Linked DNA regions of Danio rerio: region 1 is linked to region 2. A link is a contact called in public Hi-C data. All regions are on one chromosome and are shown on one strand. Each heading gives the region's core, a stretch centred on a gene start, on an enhancer-like site or on the middle of the called end of the contact. The rest is flanking DNA. Distances are from core to core; before and after follow the strand shown.

Region 1 (5,930 bases), core at 684-3,183, 170 kb before region 2:
TTACCATATTTATACACATTGCTAGGCCTGTATATAATCTTTATCAGTGCTGTCAAACGAATTCTCGCGTTCAAAAATGTTTGTATGGATGTATTTAAAAATTTTTTATTAAATGCCACTTTTTCTTTCTTTTTTCAGCCAGTTTTTTGAGTCTTTCCCCATTAATGAGCAAAACCTTTTGGAGTTCAACAAAAGCTGTTGGGCATTTCTTATTTTGGCCATTTTAAACAATTATAAACAACATAAAACAGAAACATTTTGATGTTCTGAACGCGATTCCAATGTTGAAGAATCGCTTCCTGCCCTCCACCTGAATTTCGCGCGTCATCAATTACGTCATGTGTAAACAACCTATACAATGACATGCCTACCTACCCTAATTAACCTATAGTTAAGTCTTTAAATGACACTTTAGAATACTAGTATCTTAGAAAATTTCTAATAACTGATTTATTTAATGTTTGCATAATATTTTGATATTTTTCTTGTTAAAACTATTATGTTTAGAAATGTGTTGAAACAAATCTTCTTTTCCGTTAAACAGAAGTAAACACTCTAAAAAAACAGGGTTACAAACTACGCAAATTATGTTGTTTTTAACCCTACTGCTGGGTAAATATGGGACAGAACACATCAGAGGTTAAATTAACCCAAGTAACTGGGTTATTGTTGTTATAATAATAATAATAATAATAATAATAATAATAAATAATATTATTAATAATAAAAATTATTATTATTATTATTATTATTTATTTATATAATTTTTTTAAATTAGGGTAATCTTAGGTCAGACATTAAAATATACATAATATTGATACATATAAATATACTCGCTGATACAATTCACCAAACAAGAAATACATAATTTCTACACTAAATAAATATATAAACATAATTATACACTATAAATAAATATATAAATAAAGATAAAATACCACATTTATACACAAAGATATACAAACACAAGATAACAAAAATAAAAGAATAAACAAATAAATAAAAATAAATAATACAAAGAAAAGAAAGGTAAAAAGGCAATTAAGATATAGATGTCTCCTTTCAAAAATTTAGAAAAGGGCTTCAGACTTTCTGGAACTGTTCTGGCTTTTGTTTTATTGCAAACCGAATCTTTTCCATCTGAAGGGCATACAGGAAATCAAAAACCCATTGCCGGGTTATTATTTTAATCCCACAATTGGGTTGTTTTTTCTACCCAATAATTGGTTATTTTTACTTAAATATTAGGTTATTTTGATTTAATAAATAGGTTATATTTTCAAATGTAATTTTTAGCTTTTTTTTTTAATCATTAACAGGTCATTATTGTATTAGCTTAATTTTTTGTTCCATTAAAATTGTTCAGCACATTACACTTTGTAAATACACTTTACCTCAACTAAAAATTTTATAAAAAAAATTAAGAGATCGTACAAAAATACAAACCATAAACTACATTCAAAACAATTTGTTTCATGTATATGGCTTGCCTGAGGTTTTAGATTTTTTTTTCTTCTCCAAATTAACTCAAGGTAAAACATTTTAAACAATTTACATGAATTCACATGCACATGAATTTAAAAAGCCAAATGTTTTAACAAAAAATAAAAAATCATTTTAATGTTGCCTAAGATGTAGTAATGTAGCTGAAGTAGGACTGAAGGATATTTGATTCCAGCTCTCTCTCTCTCCATCATAACACAGAGTCAAGCGTGCCCTTCCTGTTACCGGAACATTATCCAGACATCCACTAACACCATTCCAAACCTTTCCATGTTTTAAAATGCATCTCATTTGTTGCTATGGAAAGGAAATCGCATTCATTCTTTTAGCTATGGCCCATGTTTCAGAACACTTCCTGTCGGTAAGAAAGAGCCAAGAGTACTTTCCGTCTTTCTGTTTGCTTCCACACCAGGAGTAGAGAAATGTTGTATGAGAGTTTTCCCCTGTGTGACACCCTCATGTCGGAGACACTGGCGGCTTTATAGCCAACGCTTGCTCCAGACCAGGTGGAAAATCCTTCAGTTTGAGTTATGCTTTCTTTGGCACCTCTGTATCAAGTACCAAAAGTGTGTTTATCATAAGTCTGACAGTCTCACCTTCTTCCAGGAAATCGAAGTTTGCTGCTTTTGTGCTTCACACAGCGTAGTGTTTGGCAAGTTTGTGAGTTGAAACACACTACGATAATTTACAAAGTGTAATTAAAATACGCTATATAGTTATACGATATGAAAAAAAAAATATAAATCAATCAGCACAAATACGAAGTCAAAAAATGTCCATTAATCTAATATCCGTTTCTCTTTTTATGAATCATAAGTGCTTTTTATTAATTTATGTATATTAAACGGTAAAATAAAATCCATAAGTTAGCAGTTTTTTTATATTTTGTGATTTGTTTTATGCTTATTTAAGTTTTTGAATTGCATTATTGGACCATTATTGAACTTTTGATGTTGAAAAGTTTGAAAAAATAACTTTTATTGATGTTTTGAATAATTTAAAAAGGTCAGAGCAGTGATCATGGGCCCTATACACCCAGCTCAATAAGGTGCAAGACGTGTTTGGCGCAATTTTCAGACCAGCTCAACAGTAACTTTTATCTTTTGCGTCACGTTGTTTAAATAGCAAATCATTGTGCTTCTTTGTGGACTCATGTGTGTTCTGGTCTGAAAAGGAGGTGTGTTAAGGCGCATTGTTGGCACATTGCTATTTTGAGGAACTGAAATAGACCGCGCCATTGACCATCTAAGCTGATTTAAAGCCATTAGTTATGCGCCTATGCAGGTCCAAATGCTTAGACCAGGGGTCTCAAACCCGCGGCCCGCGGGCCATTTGCGGCCCTCAGTGCAATATTTTGTGGCCCGCGCCGACCGCTGTACTCTGACAGAATCAGGGAGAGAGAGCGCTCCCCGCTCCGCTGATTCTATCCGTACAGAGCGCGCTTGTCACTCAATGCGCATTCTGATCAGCTGTGTTGTCGCGCGCGTACTCAAGAGCGGTGTTATCGCGCGCCTACTGAAGGGCGGGACCGAGGGTGTGTCGCGTTGCGGGGGCACTTTTGATCATTTTGGAAGGGCACTTTCTATGCAAGACTAAAAAGGGCATGTGCTCTGCACAGGTTGAGCCCTATGTGTGCACGTGCCTGCCCTGCATCTTATATATATTGATATTATAGGTAGACACAGACTGATGTGACTGGAGTGGGGTGGGGGTGTTTTATTTATATATATACGCCTTTTTTTTAGGTGAGGGAATGGAAGTTTTGAGTGAGTTCCCCCACTTTTTTTCCCTAGGACTTCAATAAGTCAAAGTACAGGTCTAGACTTAATGATGATCATCTTCAAGCCATACTGAGGGTCTCAACTGCTTCCGCTCTAAAGCCAAATGTGGTTCAGATTTGTGAGAAGAAGCGCTGTCAAGGTCTCTGGCAGCAAGAAGTAGGCAAAAGATGCCATGTTCAGAAGAACTGTTCATAATCTTCACTCAATGTTCTATTAATGTTCAGGACACTTAATGTTCAGAAGAAATAATTAAAACTGTTAATAATGACATTTGAGGACTTTTTTTGTGTGAAATCCCTTATGCGGCCCAGCCTCACCCAGACTTTGCCTCCTGTGGCCCCCAGGTAAATTGAGTTTGAGACCCCTGGCTTAGACATTGCCTAATACACACATGATGCATAAATATCTTTACATATAATAAAAATGAAAGGATTAAAATGTTACCAGAATTATCATTTTCTACATAAGCCAGCACTTTATTTTGATGGTCCATTTGAGTATTAGTAGACTGTCTGAAACTTTGCAAGTATGTGTCAACTTACTGTACCCTGGGGAGTGACATCGGATCCACATGCAGGTTTATTAGAATGGTCAGGCAAGCAGTGGTCAATACAGAGACAAACAGATGTATAAGGGTAATCCAGAGTTGTAGGCCCCGTTTACACTAATGCGTTTTAGTTTGAAAACGCATAAGTTTTGCTACGGTTACGCCAACCGTCCACACTACGGCGGAGTTCTCGAGCGCCGAAAACGGAGCGTTTCGAAAACGCTGGAGAGGCCGTTTTCATTCTGAAACGCTGCTGCTCCGTCTCAGTGTGGATGAGCAAAAACGGAGACATCTGAAAACGGAGGCGGGGCTGCAGACATTCGCCTCTCTGATTGGGGCTTTTCCTGAATATTAAGTAGCCTAACACACACAGTTGAGTCCTGCATTCTCTCCTTGTAAGTTCAGACTTCGCAAGTTTGATTAAGGCTGCAGTCTCTTCTTCTCAGTTTGATATGGAAAACAGACTATACCGAGGACACGGGTAAATCTTCAAAGGGAACAGTGTACTTTATAACTTCATTCACATCACCCTGGCTTCGTTGTTTCACTTTCTCAACAATAAAATGTAAACATGATTTAAGGAACTGCCTATTTTCATTTTAATATTAGCAACTTAACAGACAGCAGAAATGTTGAGGCGTCGTGCTGCAAATGAGCGTCATCTTCACTGTGTGAATATTTATAACAAAACGGAGCCGATAACAACTGCCTCCTTTCAATTTCAGTGAAAATACGAAACACACCCTCTCTTTTGCTGAAAATCAATTTTAATAATCGATAATGGCCATTATAAAAGTATAACATACAATAAGTTTATACATTATAGGAAATAAAGGCAAGCGATCAGTCAATATACAGAATGTAGGCTACGTGGTTACATTAATCATTAACTTATCTTTGCGCTTAGCCAAAACACGTTACCTGAGAAAAAGTAATAGATTCCAATGACCAAAGTCAGGGAATATGTCGTTAGATAAAGATAACAAGATGAATGAAATATCACGTTTAATAAATATAGTGAGATTAGATTCAGCGGGAGATGCTTGATGAGAAGTCCGACTAGCAGAGCTCTCATCTGGGTAGATGGGCTGCAGCGCTTGCCAGAGAGTGTCTGTGTGGTCACGTGATGTGCGCTTTCAGCGTTTTGGTGTGGACGGAGAGCAGTTCAGAAACGCTGAGTAAAACGCGAGTGTGGACGCGGATCGTTTTCATTCTAAAACGCCGTTTTAAAACTAAAACGCACTAGTGTAAACGGGGCCGTAGTCAAAAGGCAGGCAGATGGTCACAAGGCAGGCAGGAGACAGGAATAAACAAATAAACGATACAAGGATCAAAAACACGGCAAAGTAAGACGAAGGAAACACGCTGTAATGTCACTTAAACAGAAGACAACACTCAGCAACAGTGAGTGTTTCTGTGCTGTTTATGTAGTGCAGTAATCAGTCCAGAAGCAGTGTGGAGTCTAATCAGTGGAGACTTGTATGGGATGATTTTTGTGCCAATAAGAATGAACGTAACTTTATAAAGCTGAACGTAACTTTCCAAGAAACGATCAAAAATATGCAACTGCAAAAGAAGAAAATCACAATGAAAACGAAAAAATGAACTCAGTCGCACGAATTTAACATGCTCTTCATTCTTTGTTATGATTTTCAAAGAATCGTTTTCGCGAATCATGGATTTTGAATGCGTTGCCACAGCTTTCGCTTACGCTTCGCAAATTTTCGTTTGCTGTTTTGGCACAAACTTCTCGTGGGGGCGGGCTTAACAGCAATCTACTCTGATTGGCTAATGAGCTTTTGATGGACAGTTGCTCTCTGACCTGGAAGCACAGACGGTGACGTCAGTGGAGCGCATATCGAAAAGTTGTTGCGGTGTGCAATACGTCGTGCTTTATGTTAAGTAATAATGTTAGTATTTTACCTACGGTCGGCTCTTTCTAAAGATGTCTTCCCGGGAGAGACACGGAGCGGCATCATCTTCCACCTCATCTTGTCCCTCAGGGCAGCTTGAAGTAAGTTCGTGTTGCTAAAGTAATGTTTATCAATAACATCAATAAAAGTTTTATTCATGTACAGTGTGCAACAGTTCTGGCTTTA
Region 2 (6,003 bases), core at 3,026-5,525:
CCGATAAAATTCCTAGCTAGCACTGGCCCGACAGTGGAAACGCGGCTACTGTGTGGCCATCAGTTGTGCATTTGCTATTGAGGTGCACTACAGAACGTCCACTATGGTTTCGGACACCAATACAAATGGTGCACTCTTTAAGGGTTTATGAGAGCCATTTCGGATACAACCACAGATTTCTTGACTGAATAAACGCTATGCATGTAAATCTGTCAGAACTCATTAACGTCAAACATTGAAGCTTGTATTCGTCTGAGTAAAGTAAAACAGCACACAAAGTCCTTTTCTGTAGCTTTTGCTTCCCGTGATATAGCGAAAATCAGTGCATCACGTAGTTACAGTAATGAATGAGTGTGTTTTTGTTTCTGCAGCTCAATCAGAGCTAGAAAACGTTTTTGCCTGAGCATGACATTTATAAATACAGTGATACGAGTAGATGTGACATTCTTCAGTGTTTGTTTTCTTAGCCGCCTTCATTTGGCAAAGTCCTGTGCGTTGATTTCACTTCAATCACATTTCAGTCTCTTTTCTGTTGGAGTCTGAGATGTTCCTACCAAGCTGTCCAGCAGGTCTGAGCTGTCGCGAGCTGTGACAGACACTTTAAAAGGTTTGGGTTTGAGTGTAAGCCCGTATTCGTAGTCCATATTAGGAGTGCTTTCAGCTTTAAAACTACACTGATGGACCAGCACAGACGTGAAGAGGAAAAGCTGTATTTTTGACACGTCTTCTCCAATGCATCTTCGCTTGCCGAGTGAGAAGATGAGCACGTTGGTGGTCAGGTCTTTGTTGAGGGATCCGTCCTCATCTAGAAAGCGCTGTGGGTTGAACACCTCAGGTTGATCCCATTTTGTTGGGTCGTGATTCAAAGACCATTGGTTGACAAAAATGACTGTGTCTTTGGGAATGGGGTAACCGTTGATGGATGTGTCTTTGGTCGTGCTGTGGGGAATCGTCAAAGGGGTGAATGAAGTAAATCGCATGACTTCATAGATGAAGGCCATCAGGTATGGAAGATGAGGCTGGTCTGCGATGGTTGGAAGACGACTGCGATCCACTACCCTGTCCACGTCCTCCTGGAGACGCTTCTGGATTTCTGGATACCTGCAATGTAAGTAAAGATCTTTTTTAAAGATGTTTCAACTTTCTATTGCATGAGTTTACTATGCACTATTGTAAATAGAGATTCTGGCATGGTTCCATTAACATGGTTTTTAAATAACTTTACTGAAAAGTTCTTCCTCTTTAAGTGGTTCTCCTTTTTTTTTTTTTTTTTTTTACAATCTTTCATTTTAATTCAATTTATCTTTATAACCAATGTAGATTGTACACTACCTGAGTAGTTTTAGGAAAAACAAATAATAACTTGACTTCTAGAAGTCTAGTTTCAACTGGGATCAACGACTCGACTTTTGTCAGGTGGTGTACATTGTGTCAGTGCAGCTCAACACTGAAGTTCTAGTAAATTTTAAGAGGGTAAAGAATTTTTGGCTGGAGATTCATTATCATTTCTGTTCATGAATAAAACATGGCTGCATTTTTAAAAGTCAATATTCTAAAATGTGGTTTTCACAATGATGCCAGTGAATTCCTGGAGCTCCTTTTTGTAAGCTTACTTGTTCAAAAAAATAATTAAGGCCACAAGACTTATATTTAGAGACTGCAAGACTAGAAATGGGTGTCAGATAAAAAGGAAATGTGAAAAATGTTTTGAGGGTCCTCCAGGTAACAGCACTGCCTTTGCCACAAATGTAGGCTATTTTTAAATAATTGATGGCATCAATGGTTCCTTCAGGAAATTTAACATCCCTTTCCATTCCCCAAAAATGTTTGTAACATGGAAAAGTTTTCTTTAGATTATTTGGAACCTTGCATTTGAACTTTTTGAGCAATGAAAAGGTTTTACACTTTTAGTTCCAAATTGTAAATTGGTGATTTCAAGAAAAAACTTTATCAATCTTAGATTTTTTTCCCATACAAAAAGTTATTTATAGCTGAAAAGTTTTTTGTTTTTTTTAATTCTTTTAAATTAATTATTTTAATCAGTGTTCTTAATATTACGAGAGAAAAAAATATTTTCTCAGTTGATTCTTTGGCATACTTTTATGAGTGTAAATTATTTAAGGCCATTTTTGGTAAGAATCTTTTTTGTCGCGTCGAAACTGCGTTTTTGGGAGTGCACGTTTTGTGCATTTCTTCGTGGAAAGTTTTAATGAAATGTTTTTTTTTTTTTTTAATAGAACCGTATTTGCGAATAGTTTTTTTTTCTGTATTAGTATCCTGCATGAAGTTGTCATTACGTGCTGAGTTTCACAGAGTGGCCTACATGTTTAAAAGTGTTAGTGGGTCAGGTTTCATTTCATGTTGCTGTAACCTGCCCTCATTATTTGCTGCCAGTACCTGCACGGAAGAGTTATATAACGCACGAGAGCTGTTTGGTGCTTTTCAGATCTGTCCGTCTCTTGCGGACGATCTTAGTTTCCGCACTGCGCACTTTACATGCAGCTCAGTTCAGCAAAATGCAACCAAACAGTGCTTTCATGACAGCTTTGTCATTCCAGAAAGATTGATTTTAGATATTGTTTTTCTGTGCAATGTTAAAGGATTTAAGATGTATTATTGTCCCTCTTTTGCGTGTTGATTTAGTATCAAATAAAAAAAGAGCAACATAAGTCTATTAGCCTATTCCAGAGAGCTAAATTTGTCCTCCTGCAAGTTTTAATTTTTTTAAAGTTTAGGTTTTCAACTTAAAGTTTATACGAGTCTGTTATAGGACTACAAAAGCCAGTTATTTAACCAGAATTAAAAATAATAGGCTATAGCATTTTGATTTTATCAAACATTAAAATGTAGGATTGCCGTAATCCACCGTTGGGTCAAATATGGGCACACCCGTTGGGTTAAAAATTGTAATTTAAAGTTAATAATTAAAAAAAAAACATTCTGTTTGTTCTGAATTTAACCAACATTATGATGACTACTCAATGTTTACTTAGTAAATATTAGTATTAATATTTGTGTGTTAAACCGATTGATTTTCAATAAGTATACTTCATATAGGGCTAAATTTAATTGTAAATGTAATGTTTTATATAATATTATTTACCTGACAAGTAGCAGGATGATCCACTGGAGAGCTGTAGACAGAGTGTCTTGACTGGCCCCGAAAATATCTGAGATGGTCGGTGGCACAAACTCCTTATCCAGAGAGACCCCCGAGCCCCCGGACAGCCCCTTGTCCAGAGCGACGATGAAGGCATCAGTCATATCACGGACGTGGCTCGGTGAAATGGTCTTTCGGTGCTCCGAAACTTTCAATTCAATGAACGCGCAAAACTCCTTGTTGAGCTCTTTAAACTGGTCAAAGAGGGTTCTGATGGGGTTTGGGAAGTACTGCATCCAGGGCATCACATCCACCATGCTCCCGGCTCCGACTGTTTTGGTGAACTGGTCGTTTCTGCCCACCACCTGCTGGAACTCCGCGTCATCGTACGCGTACCGGTTCCCAAAGCACACGGCGCTCATCGTGTTCGCCACCGACACCACTAAATACCGGTGCGGCTGGAAAAACTGCTGCTCGCGGGATTTATTGAGAAAAAGACGGATGAGCTCTCCGATCTCGCTTACGATGTGCTTCTCGAATGTCTGCTTGGTTTGGATGTTGGCTGTGGAGAAATTTCTGACGGTGCTCTGCGCGACTTTCCGGTGCAGTTTCCACCAAGGGGTGTAGTTACCGAAAGCCATGCTTTTCCCGTTAGACACGAACCGGAATGAAGCAAAGTCGGGTCTGCCTGCAAAATCGGTCGCTTTTTTAACGAGCGCCTCTTTGATCGCGTCTCCGTTTAGAACCACCACATTTCTGCTGCCCAGTTTGATCTGAAACACGTCGCCGTATTTCTGAGCCATTCGGCTTAAGTAAAAATGAGGAGTGTTACCGAGCTGAGCGGCGTTGCCGATGACCGGCCACGAGAACGGACCCGGTACCAGCTGCCGACGCCGGAACATGAGCATTAAACACACCATCAGCGACAGCAACACACTCCGTGTTGACAGCTGAAGGAGGTCTCTCAGAGCCAGCAGGACATCCATCATGTATATATTTGCACGTCTCGGAAATCAATGCAGATTCACATTTGGGTATCAATGGACCAGCTGAGCATCAGAGTTTCAGAGTTCGGGTGGCCAACGCTTTGTGGAGTTTCTGTCGGGCTCGTGAAATTATATAGTCTCGGTGGGATGGTCTGATAAGGTTGAAATGAGCTTTACAAGAATTTATCTACAACTGAATAGCATCACTGAGTCTCCTCCTTTGCTCTCTCTCTCTCTCTCTCTCTCTCTCTCTCTCTCTCTCTCTCTCTCTCTCTCTCTCTCTCTCTCTCTCTCTCTCGCTTTATTGTATCGCCAAAGCATTTCTAAAGTTTACATAAAAAAGAACACACATAGCCTATTAAAACATAGCGGTTGTAGTAAAAAAATATAGCCTATAATTAAAAATACAAAAATTATACATTATTCATATCCATATTATATATCAAATTACTTTCTCTCTCTCTTTGAATGCTTCAGCTGTATATATTTCTATATATATATATATTTTAGAAGATCTCTTGGCAAATATATTCTAATTTCTTTCGGTGCTTTTTACTTTTGTTGGCGCACTTTTGATAAAACGATATTAACCTACCTACTGACCTTTTTTGTATATATGCTAAAAATAGTGTTAAAATTGTGTTAGCTTCAAATAAAGGATGATGCAAAACAGTCGTTTTAAAATAAACGTGGCTCTGTGTTCATTTTTTCGTGTTTTCAATTTCAGAATTGTGCTTATGCATGAATACAATAGCTAATGCTGTCTGTTTTAAGAGCGTGATGCTGGCGTACTGGGAAAATGCAATGCAAGATATTTTTATAAAGGATTTTTTCCCACCTGTTGCCACTAGGAGGACCTCATTTCCAAATTGCACAAGATTAAAATGAATACAAGGAATATGAGAACCTAAATAAATTCATTATTAATAATAAGTTATTTCTGCTTCCAATGATATAGGCTAGCTTGTTTGGAATTTCATAATATGGTTTAACAAATGTAAATGTAAGCAATGTAAGATTACTTCTTCTTGTTTAAATTATGAATGCATTGGTCTATTTAGAATTACTGTCTGAAAATTAGATCAGATTTGCATATATAAATTCTATATTTATTTTTCCTTCGGGAAACTAAGACTAACTGTCATTATATTTGGTGTGAAAGCATATCATTCTCACCATCCGTTTTAGCAAAGAAGCAAAAACAACAACAACAACAACAAAAATAATAATCATCATTATCATCATCAAAACGTGAATATCTAATTTAATGTCGAGTGAGTCATCTTAAAAATTCGATAAATACTTTTTGGTTTTTACAATTAAAATCCATTTCACTGTATACAGACTCTTTGAAAGTTTATTTGACACATAAACTAAAATCAACATCAAACCCTAATTATACCAATGTAACTTACAAATGCGTATGTAAACGTAAAATATTAAGATGGATTAATAATGACTGAATTCTTGTAAAAACAAAGCTCAGCGAAAGAGAGCAGCGGCATCTCGAGCGTTCAGTACCACGGACAGCGCGCGCGCTTCTGCACTGATCACGGCACGTCAGATCACTTATCAGCATTACTGAGCCTCCTGACTTAAGTTCAAATAGGCTATTAAAAAGAAGAAATTAAGATTAAATTGTATATACATAACATACATAGACAAAGCACAGTTGTTAATCAGCACTTGAAAGCAATGAAAGCATTTGTCCGCAAATAGCCTAAAATAGCCTATTATTTGTTTCCACATTTCAAAACAGCCGAAAAAATTTTGTCATCAAAATATTATTTTTTAAAATTGTTATAGTTTACGTTTTTTCTTCTTGTTGTTGTTGCTTTTGTTTTTTAAACCGTAAGATATGCTATTGGAGTATTTCAAACTTGCCTATTGTTTATTTTCGTGCCAGTTAATTTTCTT

Evidence for each region. A called contact is a pair of places that touch in the nucleus more often than the background predicts.
Region 1: a contact with region 2 is called in a Hi-C map of an unstated tissue, with 3 times the contacts expected there. The contact joins the enhancer-like site here to the promoter of cyp1b1 in region 2. A contact is called at or near these places in 3 of 18 Hi-C or Micro-C datasets (caudal fin, embryo and an unstated tissue).

The regions. Positions count from the first base shown.
Region 1 is chr13:45,706,799-45,712,728 of GRCz12tu, reverse strand. No RefSeq gene overlaps it. Among named protein-coding and RNA genes, the nearest start is that of cdc42ep3, 28 kb to the right of the region's middle. Within about 2 kb of position 1,933, at least 7 of the 62 cell types and tissues checked have an H3K27ac peak or open chromatin away from gene starts, as enhancers often do.
Region 2 is chr13:45,537,381-45,543,383 of GRCz12tu, reverse strand. cyp1b1 (cytochrome P450, family 1, subfamily B, polypeptide 1) reads right to left here and starts at 4,275. Exons shown (of 3, transcript NM_001145708.1): 1 at 3,104-4,275; 2 at 1-1,101. The coding sequence starts at 4,089. The coding sequence ends at 507.